3 separate regions of the Oryctolagus cuniculus genome follow, and all the other regions are linked to region 1. Evidence: chromatin contacts called from public Hi-C and Micro-C data. All regions are on one chromosome and are shown on one strand. The core of a region is the stretch at or near the end of the contact, and the rest is flanking DNA. Distances in the headings are between cores, read along the strand shown.

Region 1 (3,949 bases), core at 537-3,036:
TAGTGAGACTACAAAGGAAGAAATAAATCTTTCTTCTAAATCGTTTCTAAGAAGCCTACTTTTCTTTTGATCCTTTTTTTTTTTTAAATTGAGGAACTACTTAGGGATTTTTTTTTTTAAAGACTTGGGAGCAGTCTTGTGGACAAGGTATTTAAAACCCTAATGTCCATCTTCCATCCTGAAGTGTTCCCATCCCTCTGAAAGGAAATGCCTTCTGTATCCTTCCAATAAATAAATAAATAAATAAATAAATAAATAAAACAAAATAGAACTTGAAAACTGTCTAATGCTCCCTGAAGACACAAGGGTAATTGTGTTTCCACCTTTGGCCCCACTGCTCCCGGACAGGACGTCCCGGACCTGGAGCCCAGATGGAGCAAGGTGGGGAGGTGGGGTGGGAGTGACTGATGGACGCAGCGGGCAGCCCCACAACCTGGGGGTGGGGCAGCGCTGTGGTCAAGGCTTCGGTCTCAGCCCCTCTCGCGTTTTTACTCAACACTTCATCACTTCTAAATAAAAAAGGAAGTAAGCCAACTGTTACACTTAATTACGGGCAAGGAATAAATGGACAAAGTGCTCGCGAACTTGCTCTGCCGACCCTTCGCCGCGGCCACCGCTGGCCCGGTGGACAGTGCAAGGCTGGCGCGCTAGGGCAGAGTGTCCCAGAGGATAGGAGACCCAGGGACCCTGTGCTTGCCCAGCCCTTTCCCTCATTTCTGCCCTTTTAGGTCAACAATGGCAGAATTCGGGCCGGACGACCAGCCCCGGGGGCGGCGCGCGCAGGTGGGTTCCGGCGCGGGGGCGGCGCGGCTGGCGTCCCGTGCCGGCAGGGACCCGACCACAAGGCCCACGGTCTCCCGGGGTGGGGACGGGGAGGCGTGTGCGGCCCGAGCGGGGGCAGGAGGACTTGACCGAGCGCAGCGAAAGAAAACGCTGCACGAAAACAAACCCTGCCGACTTCCCCGCACCGCGCCGCGCGGACCGCGTGGGTGGAGCGGAGAGGGGGCGACCGAGTGGAATTCCGCGCGGCCGCCTCCACCCCGCCCCGCCCCGCGCCCTGCCCTGCCCTGCCCTGGTCTGGGCGCCGAGCGGAGGTCGGGGCCACGGCAGCCGCTCGTTCCGCTCGGGCTTCGCCAGTCCACGGCTCGGCTCCCCCGTAGTAAACAAAGTGTCGCCGCCGCCTCCACGTTGGTTTGCCTCTCAGCAGTCAAAACAGTAAGAGGGCGAGAGACTCGCAGAAATACTCGAGAATTACCAGAAAATAATCACAAAAAGAGAGAGAACGTGCGTGTGCGCCAACGAGAAAAACACCCCACTACCCCCCTACCAACCCACAGCCGCCTCCTCGTGGAAAACCGGGCCCCTCCCCAGCCCTCTCCCACTGGCTGCTTGGGCGGCGGTGCCGCGCGCCCATTGGCTGCGCGGGCTGTCAATCGGGGGCGGGCCGGCGCGCGCGCCGCCGCGGGCGGGGGGCGGTGGCAGATCCCGTAAGTCGGGCAGCCGCGTAGTTGCTGCTGCCGCCGCCGCCGCCGCCGCCGCCTCCAGCGCATTCAACAGGCAGCTGCGCCGCGCTCGCGCCGCCGGCGAGAGCGAGCGGCCCGCGGTGTCCGTCCGTCCGTCCGTCCGTCCGTGGCCCTGTCAGCAGGAGCGCGGCCCTGGAGCTGCCCGGCTCTGGCCAGCCGTCCTGGTGGTGCAGCGAACCCGGAGCAGCCTTGGATGTTGATGGACCCACGAAGTTAAGTTCTGGGCTCGCGCGGCTACTCCGCTGCTCCTTCCTCCCGGTTTCCGTCAGCTCGCGGCACTGACTTCGTCCTCCCCCCATCCCCCCAGGATCTCGGGCCAGCCTTTGCGCCCCCTCCGCTCCGCGCTGCGCTCCCCCCCTTCTCGGCTCTCCGGCGGCTGGGGGAGGGGCGGGGGTCACCATGGCCGAAGCGCCTCAGGTGGTGGAGATCGACCCGGACTTCGAGCCGCTGCCCCGGCCGCGCTCGTGCACCTGGCCGCTGCCCAGGCCGGAGTTTAGCCAGTCCAACTCGGCCACCTCCAGCCCGGCGCCGTCGGGCGGCGCGGCCGCCAACCCCGACGCCGCGGCGGGCCTGCCCCCAGCCTCGGCGGCCGCTGTCAACGCCGACTTCATGAGCAACCTGAGCCTGCTGGAGGAGAGCGAGGACTTCCCGCAGGCGCCCGGCTCCGTGGCGGCGGCCGCAGCGGCGGCGGCGGCGGTGGCGGCGGCCGCGGCGGCTGCCACCGGGGGACTGTGCGGGGACTTCCAGGGCGCAGAGGCGGCGGGCTGCCTGCACCCGGCGCCGCCGCAGCCCCCGGCGCCCGGGCCACTGTCACAGCACCCGCCTGTACCCCCCGCGGCTGCTGGGCCGCTCGCTGGGCAGCCGCGCAAGAGCAGCTCGTCCCGCCGCAACGCGTGGGGCAACCTGTCCTACGCCGACCTCATCACCAAGGCCATCGAGAGCTCGGCCGAGAAGCGGCTCACGCTGTCTCAGATCTACGAGTGGATGGTCAAGAGCGTGCCCTACTTCAAGGATAAGGGCGATAGCAACAGCTCGGCGGGCTGGAAGGTGAGCGGCCGGACCGGGGCGCGGTGGGGCAGGTGCGGGGGTGGCTGGGCGGGTCGCGCGGGCGGCCGAGGGCGGGTGGGAAGTGGCAGGTGCGGGGGCTTGCCCGGGCGGAGGGGAGGCGCGCGCGCGCCGCAGAGTTGCGGTGGGACAGGCACAGGGGCGTGTTGGGGGGGAACTGAGGCGTGAAGAAAGTGCGTCAGGAACTGGGCGTCAGAGCGGGCAGGAAAGTTTGCCAGTCAGAGAGAGAAGGTTTCACGCGGAGCGGCTGCCCCTTTTGCCTCCCGGACCTCCGGCGGGGAGGGCGGCTCCTCTCCGCCCTCGCAGCGCGGGGCCGTTTCCGCCGCGCCGAGCGGTGGAGGGGGCGGCGAGGGGGGCACCCAAACCCGGGGGGCACGGCTGCAGGTGGAGGGGACAGCCTTGGGACGGTGCGGGGTCGGCCGCGCCACTTCTGGAGGCCGATGCGCTTTTGGCTTTGTTTTGGTTTTATCCCGGGTGGCCTCGGGTGCTGGGGTCCAGGCGCGCCGAGCCCGAGGGAGCGCCTCCGACACGTGCGAAGGGGCGGCCACCGCCTGCGGAGCGCCGGCGCCCGGCCGCGCGGGGCGAGCTAAGTTCAAGTGTGACCCTCGGCGGGGGCGGGCGCCGGCGGCGGCTGGGGAGGGGCCGCGGGCGCAGGAAGCGAGCGCCTTTAAAGGGCCAGCGCGGCGGGCCGGCCCCGGTCCACGCAGGGAAGCGCCCCAAACATGGGCTTGGCCACGGTGTGAGGCTAATAATTAGAAACACGGAGGCAGGCCAGGGTGGGTGTGTGTGTGCGCGCCCGCGCGCCTTTTCTTGGCCTCGCCACCTCAGTGTTATGAAGCGCTGGTGCGCCGGTGAGGGCCGACGCAGGGGGTTTTGTGACCCTTGCGGCCGGGGAAGTCGCAGAGGAGGTGCGCGTCCGGGCCACGGCAGGACATCCTGAGCGAGGCTGGCAAAGACTCGGGTGGGGGGTGGCTGGCGCATCCCTTCCCCGCCTTGAAGGCCGCGGGAGGACGCGCTCGGCGCGGGCCCCCGAAAGCCGACAGTTTCTCACGGTTTTGGATGTGAAAAGACTCGCTGCTTGAATCAGACCCCTTTCTCGCCTCGCCTGGCCCCTTAGCGTGACTGTACGGCGTAACACGGAGTGGTCTTCCCCGCGCGAGCGTTACAGCGACTGGCTCACATACCCTGTCGGTTCTGTGGTTAATGTGTCAGAAAGGTCAGCTTCCTCACATCTTATTGAGGTTCCTTGGAGAAGGAGTCAGGACTTTATTTTTCCTAACAGTGTTTAAGAGTAAAAGTATCACTTATAACCTCATTAGTAGGCATTACGTGCAGTTTTGCCAAGTGGTTCGTAAAAGTAA
Region 2 (3,949 bases), core at 624-3,123, 720 kb after region 1:
TGTGGAATAAAAGAATTCCCCACATTTGGTTGGCAGGTGGAGAAACCTTGATTTCCTCACTTTTCAAAGATTAGAGGGGAGAGGTAGAAAGAAGAGAGTGTGTTGGGATGGCCTCAGCCATGCCTTTGAGGTCAGAGGTGGGTAGACACCTTGCCATGGAAATTGCGGACTAGAGGGTAAAGAAGCATGGTCAGGTGGCACAGGAGCCCACAACATTGATATAATCAGTTCCTACCACCTTCAACATCTAAGGAATGTCCCCCATTGATGCCCTAGGAATTAGAATTATGAACCACTGTTTTATTCATTACACAGTTGCTTTCATTGCTACTTGTTTTGATTCTTGGCCTTAGCCTTGGACAAAAGTTTTGGAAAGCTTCCTTTTTAACAGCTTATATTATTTATCTGTCTTCAGCAAGTTACATAAAAAGTATTGAAAAGTAGTGAGGCAGAAGCTGGAAGGTTTACATTGTGTTGCTCCAAAAACAGGAGGTGATGCACAAATACTTTTCTGTCTGACACACACAAAGCAGTGATAGGTGATGTTAACAGAAAGGTCAGGTGTGTCTATCTCTAAAGAGGCAGAGCATACAAGCAGTTGTATTTCATGAGTATTTCACGAGCCTCTAAATGCTAAATGATCAAACATTTTGATTCTAGAAAAAAGTGATCAAGACTTGTGTGAGATTTTTTGATTTGACATTAATCATCTGTTCTGATTCACATAGAATCAATGGGGCAGCTGTGGGATGCAATGAAAATGCTAGGTGTTGAGTTTAATCCGACATATAGGACTTTTAATGGTGAAGTTTTAGATAGGCTTATTAGGCATGTGTTTTGTGAGTGAGGATAGGTGATTGTGGGGATGTGACATTAGCTACTGTCATAGCAAAATGAGCACTTGGGTGATATGGCTGCTCTGGAGGCAGTACCAAGAGAAATGAAGGCTGCAACTGATAGAGCTGGGAGGATTTCATGGGGAGCAAGTTATCTTTGTCCTCTTAGGCATTGTATCATCATCATCGTCAAAACCTTAGTGACATGGAACTTCGACCCCAGTCAAGAAAACTATGGAAAAAGGTCTTTGAGTTTGTCAGTGTGAGCAGTTCTTCCACTCCCTCTCACCCCCAAGTACCTCTCTTAGCAAAAAGCCAAGCCCTGCGTCAGCCAACAGCAATTCAATGTGGACTATAAATACACACAATATCACACTTCTTTTAAAGAACCAAAAGGTAGCAGGTGATATTAATTCTAATAAAATGTTTTATTTAAGCCAATATATTAAAGTATTATCATTCTAGTCGATAACTAATATTTAAAACTCAAGATACCCTTTTCTTTCATCCTTAGCCTTTGTGAACCAGTGGTAGAGTATTTTGCATATAAAGCACATCCCAGCGGGGGTTAGCCACAGCTCTAACACCCCATAACTCCATGTGGCTGGTGGCCACACATCAGCAATACAGCTGTACTTGCTCCAAGTGCCATTCTCATGGGACAATAGGACATTGTCTTTGAGAGCTCCACCAGCTTTTTCATACTTGTGGCTGCTTCTCTGAGTTCTCCCCTGACCCACTTGTCCCCCCCCCCCCCAACTCCCCCAGCTGCAAGGGCTGTGAGCTGAGCACCGCCTTTCTCATCCGCACCTCCAGAGGGCAGCTCTGAAAGGAGTCCCAGTGAGCCCTCTAGTGACTGCTGTCAGAATGCACCGAACTTCACAAAAACAACCCTTGGGGAAACTGAAAACAAAATCCTACTGCAGTACCTTTGCAGGAGCGCTGCGGGAGTCACAGCTCTAAGCCATTCTTCCCAGCCATAGCCTGTAGCAGGACACAGGCCCGTGAACTTGTTCCCTGGGCAGCTGTGCTCCAGGGAGCTCCCTTCAGAGTTACTGCAATAGAGCTCATCACCCTTTCAGGGCCTGGCAGAATTCAGCTGTCCAGGAAGCTCCTAAGCAGCTTGCCATAGCCCATAAAGCATAACCTTGCCTGAATCCATTTCACCCCATTCCCCTGCCTATGGAGCCCTGGCTTTGGGCTGGTTCTCATATCTCCTCCCAGAGCTCATGGCAGTGGCTTAACCCCAGGACAGGAGCAGATTTGTCCCCCCTGACGTTGATTGGTTGAGATGCCAAGATTAACCTAACCAGTGCAAGGATTTCCTTGGACCTACAGACGCTTGAAGAGATCTCTGGAAGAGAGAGTTGTTCACTCTTCCTCTGGATTTGGTGGTGTGTGTACATGAAGTCTGACAGGGCTATGGCGACTGCTGCTGCTAAGAGGGAAGCTGTGGGGGAATGAAGCCCACACGAAGATGCAGAGAAATAGAGCTGGAACCCTGAATTAAAGTGACTCTGAAGTCTGCCCTTCTGCATTTCCCGAAACAGTAAACAAACCTTCTATTGTTTATACCATCTATGCAGTTGTCCGTGACCTGTAGTGGGACCCTCCCTAACTGAAACAGGCATCGACCCAAACTGGATTCCAGAAACTTCCTTCATACTCTACAGATAGCTGATCAGCACACAGAACTTCTTGGATCACCCCTCTAAATTATGTATATGTATACATGCTTAGCTGGGGGGCTAATATCCTAAATATATATATTAAAGATTTATTTATTTACTTGAAAGTCAGAATTACAGAGGCAGAGAGAGAGAGAGAGAGAGAGAGATCTTATATCAGCTGTTTCACTCCCAAAATGGCCTCAATGGCCAGGGCTAGGTCAGGCTGAAACCCAGAGCAAGGAGCTTCATTTGGGCCTTCACGTGGGTACAGGGGCCCAAGAACTTTTTGGGCCATCCTCTGCTGCTTTCCCAGCACATTAACAGGGAACTGGATCAGAAGTGGAGCAGCCAGGACTGGAACTGATGCCCATATGGGATATCAATGCTGCTGGCATCAGCTTAACCACTGTGCCACAGCACTGGCCCCCTAAATATATTTTATACATGTTTAGCTGGATAGCCAAACTGAACAATCTGTAAAAGGTGGAAAAGAGTATCTATTTACTTCTCCTAGGGTGGAACACAGATTTCATGGTATATTTAATTAGAAATACTCTAAAAAATTGAGAGACTCAAACCACCCTACATTCTGAGATTTCTATTAGAAAGAGTGGGAAACAGCAACATTGAAATAATGAGTCTCTGGTCCCTTGGCACAGGTGATCTGCTCAATTTTGTTCTGAAAATGATGGCCTCACTTGGATCCAGCAGAAAAATGATGTGACAAATCCGCATTTACTGCCCAATAGGCCAACAGCCTAACCCTGTTATAGGGACCCAGGCTCCCCTTCTCCTCCTACCCCTGCCAGTAGGTTCACAATCTCATGCCAGTAATGAGAAGTGAGGACAGGTGGCTCAGCCCAGGCTCAGCTCTGTGACCTGGAAAGCAGTGATTGGCCCTGACCTTGTGACAATGGTTTTCTCTGTTGGACGTTTTGACCTAACAAATTTGGATCCACTGCAGCTCCGTTCATTTCTGGTTGTTTCTCTTTTTACCTGTTCAATGATCTACAGGGTTCAAGCTCTTGCATTTTGTAGGAATGCCTAAACAATCCAAAGTTAGTCAGGGCCAGTCTGCACAACCTCATGGTTCTCCGTCTGTGACTGATCTTTTTATATCATTCTTATTTCAGAAATGGCTCTCGTCTTTGCCAATATTGCCTCCCTTTGAAATTTCTATTTAGCCAAATCTGTAGCCTTTGGCAAATTTCTTGTTCGGCACCTTGTGGAAGACAGACAATATATCTTAAAAGAAATAAGTCTGAGGCTCTAGACCACATTGCCTTTGAATTCTGGCTCTGCCACATAATAGCACAGTGATCTGGGAACATTAACAGTTTCCTTACCTAACCTGTAGGGACAGTATGTCTCAAACTATATGACTCAAAGTCTTTGATGCAGCTAAAGCATTTCAAACAATAAGTACATTCAATATTCAAACAT
Region 3 (3,949 bases), core at 1,077-3,576, 610 kb after region 1:
TGTTTTTCTACGCATCTTTTCACATCACTGAAGAGAAAAATTCACTCCCAAACACTCAGAAATGCACTAGATACACAAGAATCTGTGTCCACACAGAATCACATCAGCACCGCTTGACCCACATTGTGGCTACACACATGGGACTCTGGGTTCAAATCCCAGCTCTGCCACTTCCTGGCGGCGTGACTGCGGCAGGATATGAGATTCTTCATGTATCAGTTTCCTCCTGTGTACAGGAGAAAAACATTTCCTTACAGGGTCTTGGGTAGGACTCACAGAAGCAACCACTTTTAAAGACACTTAAGATGACGCCTCTGAAAAGTGTGCAAAATTGTCACTTGTTATCGCTTCCCTTCTGAAAACAAATGATGCATAAATTCTGATGCATGCTTGCGCAAGCGTCTGAGACGCTGTCCGAGCCAGAACACGCGTTAGTCCACTGGGCTGCCTGGTTATGAATAGTCACACTGGGCAACCCTCCCAGGCCCTCACTGGGGAGACCCAGGTGACTCCTGAGCAAATTCCTTTAACTTTTCCCTCTGTCTCAGGCTCTGTCTTTTTAATTTTTTTTTTAAATTTTAAACCCAGGAGCACAGCCAGTGGGAAAGATTAAGAGTCATACAAGAGAGGGAGTGGCAGTCTACCCCGCCCCCACAGGATACCTTGGGTAACAGGCCCTGGCTGTCCCCATTTGCTCAGGTGTTCTGCCTACTCAGGAGGAAGAGAGACAGCTTCTCCTGCAGACCAGCTGTCACCACACACAAAGTTCGTGTTCTGCAAAGGGCCGAATGCCCTTCCCTGTAACCATCCATCACAGATCTCCCTGAGCAGGCCATGTGTTGCCTTGAGGTGAAATCCTGTTTAGCCACTTTGCAGGGAGTTGTGAAAACTCTAGAAGCCTGCAGGAATTTTCCTGAGATCATCATAGTGGCCCTGGGAGTACCTTCAGCCTGAAGAACTGGGATGGGAAGGGGTCAGACTTCCATTGCACTTGAAGTTCTTTCAGGGCCAGGGTCACTTTTTTCAGGTAACAAGAAATATAAGCCAATCTGCATCTCAACAAACACAAAAGAAACCAAGCTTTGTCACCCAGTCCCATGGTGGTTCTGACCGGAGGGATTTCAGGACATAATACTAAGGAGCTATTTTCCTCTCTTCATCAGAATCCATAGTGATATTGTACTATATGAGGCGGAGGATGATAATCCGCCATGGTCTGTATCTGTCATGATCATTTACAGTGACTTAGCCCCTGGCCTCAGCTCTCGGGTCCCCTCTGCAGGATACTGGCCATTGTTGGAGGAGCAGATATTTTTGCTTTGCTTTGATTGAGCTTTATGGAGTGATGTTTTCATAGAGTGGGGAGTGATTTACTAGCCTAACTAGAAATGGCATCGCCTTGTTTGGGCTTGTAGCTTGAACAAATGGTGTAAAACTGAACCTGAATCCAGACTCTTCTTTGTTTTATTCTTTGGAGCAAGTCCTTTTGCCTTCCAGCCTCAGTTTCTCCACTGCTAGGGGAATTTAAATAAATGGTTCCAACAGCTCACTGTGCCTTCTGCACACAACTTGGATTAGTGCTTGATGACCTGAGATCTTCAATGGCCAGCACTGTTGATTTAAGTTATAATTTCTGGTATTACACAAGAAAAGTAATGTTTCCAGTTCTGAGCAGAGCAGAAGCTTACAGCTCCAGCTGGAGGTGATGGGGCTGAGGCTGTCAAACCAAGGGCATGCCCAGTTCTTGGGTCTTCCACAGGGATTCTGGGAGAAAATGGTGGCCCCCACTGGATAACTGTTTCAGTGTAGTGTAGCATGAAGACATGTTACCTTGATTCCCACACCAGCTGAGCACCTGAATAATTATATTTTAAGCAGCACAGGGCATAAAACAGATTCACTTAGCAGATGAGGAATCAATTGCACCCAGGCCTGCCCAAACTGGCCTCTCTCTTTGCAGGGTGTGGGAGAACATGGGTCTGTGTGGGTCCCCGGGGGCCTGCCAGGCCCTGAGCTGTTGCTCAGCTGTGGGAGGCATGCCAGTTCTCAGGTCTGCTAATGAGTGGTGTGGTGTCTGGCAAGGAGCTTGCCTGTGAGTGAGTGTGACTAATCATGAGTCTTTTCAATAATGCTGACAATTCATTCTCTTTCCTCTCCTCTGCCTGCTCTCTTTGCTGGAGCTGGCTGAAATAGGAGCAAATCAGTCTCATTCTGGAAAAGGCAGGGCAGGATAAAGGACTCTCTGAAAGGTTTCCAGTGCTCAGAGCCTGGGTGTTTTGCAGTCAGTGTAATTATCTGACATGGGTGAGCCGACAGGGTATTTAATGTTGTTTCTTACACCCCATGGCAGGCGGCATCTGAAGATAGGGCTTTGTTACTGTTCCACGGGGCTATTGAATGAATTTACATTTGATCCCTGCAAAGGTAGTGCCGTTATTATTCTATGTGTGCACCAGCCCAGACTGAGGACCCTTGTCCTGCTCAAAGGCTGGGATTCATCAGACAGTGGAAATGGGGTAGACCTCATATGCCCTGGCCTCCTTCACTGGGGCTGGGAGCCGAAGAGAGAACAACCTTTGCCCTTGGACTCACTCTCTCCCTGCCTCCTGCTTTGCTGTTTGGTAAGTTCTTGTGCTTCTAACATCAAAGCCAAACTGTGTTCTGTCACAGAGAAGGGGTGGACCCTTATGCAGGCGCTTGTGTCTCAGGAGAGTTGGTCATGCCCTCTGTGGGTTAGTGGGTTGGAGGACTTTCAGGCAGGTTTGCTCAGGTTGGACCAAAGCTTTTAGAGAGGAATAGTAATTATCTAATGGATGCTTTACACTCATGGTGGATTAAGACCTCTGAGAATGACTCAAGATTGATTTCTTAATAACACAGACAAAGCATTAAATTTGGAGAGACATGACCTGCACTAAGAGTTGGAAAGCATTGAGACAGTTTGTAACATTCCTTATTCTCTAAAATAAACACACTGTCCAGCTCAACCCGATTTTCTCCCTTTCATAGTTAGGTCTGTTTCTTCTTTCTTGCCCTTGTGCAACTAGTGACATCGAAGGAAGCCCACATCGGTAATTAGAGGTATCAAAGCTAGCTGAATTCTCCAAATTAAAAATTGGGACATGTGCCCCTACATGTGTCAGAATATTTGCAGTATTTGAAAGTAGAGTTTTCTTTGAACATACCGACCAGAGAAGGCCCTTTGGTTTTTTCGAGTAGCTTGTATTCAGAAGGCATCTTTACCACGGTTTCAGGTAGCAGCCGAGGCTGAGAGTCCAAGGGCCTTCAGCCAAGTTTTGTATGATGCCATCTTTCAAAAATCAGGAAACTTCACATAAATATCCACGCTTCTACTTTCTCTTTAGAAATCTTAAGATCTGGCAACACTGACTATGTAGACCAGTAGAGTAACCCAGTGGGAACTGAACCGTGACTGCCTGTCCACAGAATACTTTGCCACCTCTCGCCTCTCTCTATAGCCTCACATTCAGCCACCTTCTCCTGTGTGCATGGTCTGCTCTGCCTCTCTGGGCATTTCATTCTGTGCTCATGGGTTCAGGTGTACAGTTCACTGCTTGCTGATCAAGGCTCGTCATCAAAGAAGGGTTGCAGCTCCTTGACTCCAGTTCAGGTTCTGTCTCGGAGGGTTGAGGCCCTAAGGTGACATTCTCTATCTGAGGTATTAGAAACCTAAATGCCTATTACAGATTCTGCCTTAGCTTCTCACATAAGAGAAGATCCCCCAAGAGGAAATGATCCATGAATGACTTGAGTCCTTCTCTATTGATGTGAAATGTGACACACAAACACCCCACGGGTCTCATTTGCTTTCTGCTTGCTCATGACATTTGGAAACAATTTTTTAACCACAATGATAATTTTTAGAAGAGTAAATGGTTGGGTCAGGGAGAGACTGAGAAATTAACAAAATACCTTGGCTTCCTGATAA

Evidence for each region. A called contact is a pair of places that touch in the nucleus more often than the background predicts.
Region 2: a contact with region 1 is called in a Hi-C map of embryonic fibroblasts, with 3 times the contacts expected there. The contact joins the enhancer-like site here to the promoter of FOXO1 in region 1. A contact is called at or near these places in 5 of 6 Hi-C or Micro-C datasets (ear pinna, embryonic fibroblasts, liver and 2 more).
Region 3: a Micro-C map of ear pinna shows a contact between it and region 1, with 2.3 times the contacts expected there. The contact joins the enhancer-like site here to the promoter of FOXO1 in region 1. A contact is called at or near these places in 4 of 6 Hi-C or Micro-C datasets (ear pinna, liver, skin fibroblasts and 1 more).

Annotation. Positions count from the first base shown.
Region 1 is chr9:72,837,301-72,841,249 of mOryCun1.1, forward strand. It overlaps FOXO1 (forkhead box O1), which reads left to right and starts at 1,787. Exons shown (of 3, transcript XM_051831745.2): 1 at 1,787-2,570. The coding sequence starts at 1,923.
Region 2 is chr9:73,558,093-73,562,041 of mOryCun1.1, forward strand. No RefSeq gene overlaps it. Among named protein-coding and RNA genes, the nearest start is that of COG6, 320 kb to the right of the region's middle. Within about 2 kb of position 1,874, at least 1 of the 8 cell types and tissues checked has an H3K27ac peak or open chromatin away from gene starts, as enhancers often do. A contact at or near this core is called in ear pinna, where this site is marked.
Region 3 is chr9:73,443,220-73,447,168 of mOryCun1.1, forward strand. No RefSeq gene overlaps it. Among named protein-coding and RNA genes, the nearest start is that of COG6, 440 kb to the right of the region's middle. Within about 2 kb of position 2,327, at least 3 of the 8 cell types and tissues checked have an H3K27ac peak or open chromatin away from gene starts, as enhancers often do. A contact at or near this core is called in ear pinna, where this site is marked.